2 separate regions of the Mus musculus genome follow, and region 1 is linked to region 2. A link is a contact called in public HiChIP or PLAC-seq data. All regions are on one chromosome and are shown on one strand. Each heading gives the region's core, a stretch centred on a gene start, on an enhancer-like site or on the middle of the called end of the contact. The rest is flanking DNA. Distances are from core to core; before and after follow the strand shown.

What was found. HiChIP or PLAC-seq counts read pairs in DNA pulled down with a chosen protein or histone mark.
Region 1: an HNF4G HiChIP or PLAC-seq map of pancreatic cancer cells shows a contact between it and region 2. The contact joins two enhancer-like sites. A contact is called at or near these places in 1 of 115 datasets of contacts at active chromatin or transcription factors (pancreatic cancer cells) and 1 of 9 other capture datasets (embryonic stem cells).

What each region holds. Positions count from the first base shown.
Region 1 is chr15:60,887,451-60,890,265 of GRCm38.p6, forward strand. No RefSeq gene overlaps it. Among named protein-coding and RNA genes, the nearest start is that of A1bg, 32 kb to the right of the region's middle. Within about 2 kb of position 1,496, at least 10 of the 459 cell types and tissues checked have an H3K27ac peak or open chromatin away from gene starts, as enhancers often do. A contact at or near this core is called in pancreatic cancer cells, where this site is marked.
Region 2 is chr15:59,510,395-59,513,094 of GRCm38.p6, forward strand. All of the region lies in intron 4 of Nsmce2 (NSE2/MMS21 homolog, SMC5-SMC6 complex SUMO ligase), which reads left to right. Among named protein-coding and RNA genes, the nearest start is that of Gm36677, 110 kb to the right of the region's middle. Within about 2 kb of position 1,312, at least 99 of the 459 cell types and tissues checked have an H3K27ac peak or open chromatin away from gene starts, as enhancers often do. A contact at or near this core is called in pancreatic cancer cells, where this site is marked.

The DNA.
Region 1 (2,815 bases), core at 246-2,745, 1.4 Mb after region 2:
GTCCTTGAAAGGAGAGAATTCAGATCACCAGGGATAAAGCAAACAAGGTGAGAGATTCCAACCAGAAAGAACCAAGAGAGCCGTGGGACAGGGTTCTCTGATTTTCAGTTGATGTCTTTGAGCTGCCGGCTTAGCTTTGAGAGACCAGAGAAGATGAAAGGGTAGAGGCAGACATCTAGACTCATAAGATTCACATATGGATCCTAGGGGAAAAGGTCTGAAAGTTTGTGCAGGCTAATGCTCTTGACGAGAAAGTTGGCATTTTGCTGTGGCAATTGGCAGTTTTCAGATAAATGTCTTAGCAAAGCTAATGAAGGGAGACAAGCCCTTTCTGGTAGCTAAACTGGGTCCTTCAACCTAGAGGAGTGATAAATGTTTCATGTTTCTCTCATGGTTGACTCTGTGAACATTAGTAAAGTAAAGGTCTCAGAGCAGAGTTCCCACACACTTTCCCAAGCTTTCCTGGTTACTCTTAAGAACAGAGCTATCCAGCTCATGGATTTACTAAGATTAAGCCAATGTCAAGGGGTGGGAATCTGTCTATTTTTAATACATGGAGGCTAAATGCCACATAAAGGGAATGTATGGGCAAGCCTCTGTTGAGGATGCCATCAATCTGTTCATTATTTTAAATATAGCAATTGTTTTGGGAATATTCCTTAGAAAAATCATGATTTCAATATTTTAATTTATGTAAATTTATGATTCCTGGAATCAGGTCAGGAGGCTTTGAAGATTGTGCCTCTTTGCGATTTTAAATGTCTGTTCTTAATCTTCGAATGAGACTTCAGTTAAGCTGCCCACTTCTTTGAGGAGTGTGTGCAGACATGGATGTCTTTGCACATGGGTATAAGTGTGTGCATGAGTGTGTGAAAAATGAACTGATGCACGGTGTTTGTTTGTTTGTTTTTCAAACAGCTGACATTTTGAGCCACAACTGTCTCAGATACTCTTTGCTAAAGCCTAATGTCTTGTCTCACAATCCCATTTGGATTACAAGATATAAGATAGTGCACTCTAGAGGTGAAGTATTTTGCTCACTGCTACTGTCCACCATTGTTAATAACTTATTTACTGTCTGCCATCAAAGCTTTTTTGGCACCTTTCTGAAAGATAGTAATCATTCCATCAACAAATATTTAGTTATCACCTTCTGCAAGCTAGAGTCTTGATGGTGTTCATTGGTGGTGATGAAGGCCCGATAAAGGATCCCAGGGGCTTTGAAGTCAGTTGGGAAAACATTCAGGTTAAGATATTACTGCTTCAATGCATGGTGATGAGGAATTCATGTTTAAATGTCTTGTCTTCCGCTTCTGGGGTGTCACTTTCCAGGTGATTATGAGATGAAAAGGGATCTTGGGGATAGACTGGACCAACACCAAAAAGTCTGGCAGCTTTTCCAAGTCTCTTGTTCCCCACAGACACCTGAACTATGAACTTAGTTCCCATGACTCCCACAGGGTGAGGCTGGCCATGTGTATGCTGTTTCCATAGTTATGTGACTACAGTGACTAATTCATCAAACATGGTTTCTACAGCATTGAGGAGTGATCGCTTTGAGTAGAAGTGCTCTTAAAAATTGCTGTGCACTTACTATTTATTTTATAAAACACCAAAGATAATTCAGGAGGCCTTTAACAGCCATTCCTTTTTATTTCTTTTTATTGCTTCTCTACACAGAAGAAACATGCTAAGTATTTCTTTCCATAAATGATTTAACTTTTGCAATAGTTATATGAGGTCTTTATTGTTTGTATTTTACAAATGGGGAAACAGAGGTGCAGATAACCACACTGATATATCAAATGCAGAATTAGAAAATAATAGAGCTAGGATTTGAAAGAAGGGATTTTTTTGGAGGGAGGTTTCAAAGGTCATAATTAAAATTTAAATCTCTATGCCCCTGTATCTTTTGGCATGTCTAAGGAATTGAAAGCTTTATTCATTATCTGAACTTAAGGACTATTTAGATAATAGCTGACTTTGAATCTACAGACACATTTTCTCTATAAAGACTTTATCTGTCATCGTATGTGTAATATTTCTGATCATGTGCTTTTATTTTTTACTAAACATGTCAAACAAACACATTTGGAATGTCATCATAGTCTCCTAAATTAGGCAATTTTAAAAATAAAACCAAATAGCTGAAATTGTACAGTTACTGCCAAAGTAAACAAACAAACAAACAAACAAGTAAAGTTCTTGCTTCCCTTAGTCCTGGTAGAGGCGAGGGTAATACACATTGCTAAGTCATATGTCAGTCTTCAAGGAGACCCTATTTGACCAAGAGTTGGAGCACACATTCAATGCTGAGTGAATAAGTCATATGAACTTGACTATAAAGCATGGTTCCTTGTGTGAAAGAGAAAAATGAGTTTGTCTCTGTGGGTAAAGGCCTCCATTGTTTCCAAAGATCAATGACATTGATTTTACTGCATGGCACATAAAAGCAGAGACTGGGAGAAGTAGCCATGAAAGGAGAATAGCAGCTGTCGGGATGAGAGAGCTGCTTCAACTTGCTCTGCCCACCAGTAGAAAGCCTTTGATTTGTCTCTTCATCCCATCCCAGAGTTTGGGGCAGTTATTTATGGAGTCCCTTAGGTGATGAGTCTGGCAGAGGTGCAAAAGCTTTATTTGGGGTTTCAGCATCAATTGCTGGCTTTTAGGTTGAAAAGGGGGAGTGGGCTTAATGGAAGCATCAGAAACGTGTCTGTGTTGGCTGAGTGTAAGTACCACTAGGGCTTACACCATATTATCCTCACATAGCAACCACACATCAATTTCTCCTGGGTCCAGTTTCTACTGAGTCTGA
Region 2 (2,700 bases), core at 62-2,561:
GAGGCTGGTACCTCAGTCACCAGTGTCAGCCCTTTATGACAATGTGTTTTTCAGAATGGACCCAGATGATAAAGATGAAGTCATAGCACTCTACCAAGACAGCAGCTAACTGAAGGGTGACTGCACTGTAGGGCAGGCTTTGGTTCACAGGTTAAACGTAACTGCGCTTCTCCAGTTCTGGGGTTTTCTTTGCTTGCTGCATGTTGAACTTTGGGCATGACCATCTTCTGTTATGAGAGCTTGAATCTAGCCAGTCCTTTTGCTATATCACAGTTTAGTTCCAAGAATTCCCTGCTGCCCGTGTATTTCCAGGCAGAACCAGACATTAGACAGAGCCAGATATGTTGATTGAAGCATACAGAGAAGAGTGTCCAGTGACTTTGAAGTTATGTTTATGTTTCAGTGGGCTCGGGTTGGGGGGGTGGGGGAGACTGACCAGGTACTTACAGACACTGACTTAGTACTTACGTATTTTTGTCCAGAGCCTGTCACCCAACATTGATAGTCACTCTTGTGTGGCTACAGTATATAGCAAGCTCATGCCAGCAAGCCCCATCTTTGTTCATCTGGGACAAGAAATGAGAGGGTGGCCAATTCAGGTTAGAAATACTAAAGCTCTGGTTGGTGTTCTCTCAAGGAACTACAGTCGCATACTCAAGTCTGGTCCAGAGTCAGTATCATAAAGACTGTGCTGTTTATCAACGCATCTGGGTAGACCTTTCTTGCTGTTTTCTGTTTCTGTGTACAACTGTTACTATGCTCGGGGCTTTGGGGTGGTACTAGGGATTGAACCCAGGACCTGGCAGGTGCTGGGCAAGCACTTTACTACTTAGTACATTCCAGCCTGACTAGCCCTTCAGTGTCGGCAGCTAGATGCGCTCCCTGCAGATTAGCAGATTTAGTAGTAACCCTGGCATTAGTATCTTGAATCCTAGAAATTTAAATAATGTATTTACACTTAGGGATTATTTTTTGTTTTTGTTTTCCTTGTCTGAGCCATTAAATGTTTTCAACAGAACTAATATTTAATCCTTAAGATTTCATAACCGAGAAGTTTAAAGGTTAACTGTAACAGGAGAAAACATCTAGTGAAGTTTTAAAGGTAACCAGATAAGGAAGTACAGAAAGAGTGTAGAAACATTGACAAGCTCACAAAGCCAATTTTGTCCAGTTTTCTGAAAACTCCAGTCTGTACGGCTCAAGCACGTGAGTCATGCCTTCCCTTTTTCTTGTCAGTCACTCATTCACCCGCTTGTATTACCCATGATTCATTGTTCCCTCTGCCAAGTATTGCTCTAGGTACTAGGTAACAACAGTAAATAAGACAGTCAGAGCGTACTGTGTGCCAGTTCTGTGCCAGGCACTTGGGAACTTGGAACTAGCTGCTTTCGGCTCCACAATCTGACGTAACGAGGGAAGTCAGTTTTCCCCAGACCTCACCGACTAGCTATGTGGCTTGAGGGGGGACAGGGTCAGTTCCCTCCTCTCTGAAATGCTCTTGCTCACTGTTCACTTAGAAGCCTTGATGTAAGTATCAGATGAGATAGTCATTTTGAAAGAGCTTTGGAAAGCATTGGGCCTTGCTTGTATAGAGACCACCAGTAATCTTGTAACTGACCAGAGTTCGGGTCATTTCATTGCCTCTGTGAAAAGCGTAAAGGGCGTGTGCCCATTGTACATTGAAATGTATAACTGCCACTTCCTGCCCATGGGGTGGGGATTTCAGAATGAGTTATGAGGAATAATAGCTGCAGCCAGGAAGACTCACACAGGAAACATAATGCAGTTCATACATGGTATGTGTTAGGTATAAAGTGCTCAGATGCAGGGGCAGAGAAAAGATAAGACGGGAGTTGGCCTCTGACCTCAAGAAACATAGACATGTATATGAAAATTCAGAGTGCCCAAATATAAACCCTGAGCTTAATTATAGTTTCCCAGGGATTACAGCTATTCATTTGCCCCCTAAACGTTTCTAAAAGTGTTCTGATAGCCATCAGGGTGCCTGCTGGGATGTGGTGATAAGATGTTGCTTCCAGTTTCATATTTTATTATCTCTCATGTCCACTGTACTAATATTTTAGACTGAGGTAAGAAATGTGGTCTGTATAGAGAGAGATTTCATTCAGAAGGTTGATTCCCAGGACCCTCATCAAAGAGCCAGCAGACTCACGCAGAGTTTGGTTTGTAAGTGTTCCTCCCTAACATTAAATCCCATCATGTAGAGACTCGAGAATCTCCGTCACAGCTGAGAGTGATGTCACAGCATAATCCTAGCACTCAGGAGTCCAAAGCAGGAAGATCAAAGAAAACCTCAACCTGACCAGCATGGTGGTCCATACCTTTAACCCCAGCATCAGGGAGGCAGAGGCAGGCAGATCTCTATATGAGTTCCAGGACAGCAAGGACTACACAGAGAGACCCTGACTCAAAGGAGAAAAATGCAAAAAAAAAAAAATAATAATAATTTATTTTAATTAAAAAAAAAAACAACCACAAACCAGCAATAATAATCACTTTTAAATACCAGTTCTCTTCAGTGCTTGGAGCACCACTCAACTCCTGGATTGAATGAGTAAAAGCATCAATAGCTTGATGAGAGTTCTGTCTGTGCCCTGTGCCAAAGGTATCTAGTGCTTGCTTGCCTCTCAGACTAACACACAAATACAGCTATTGCTGTGATGGAGGCCAAGGTCAGAG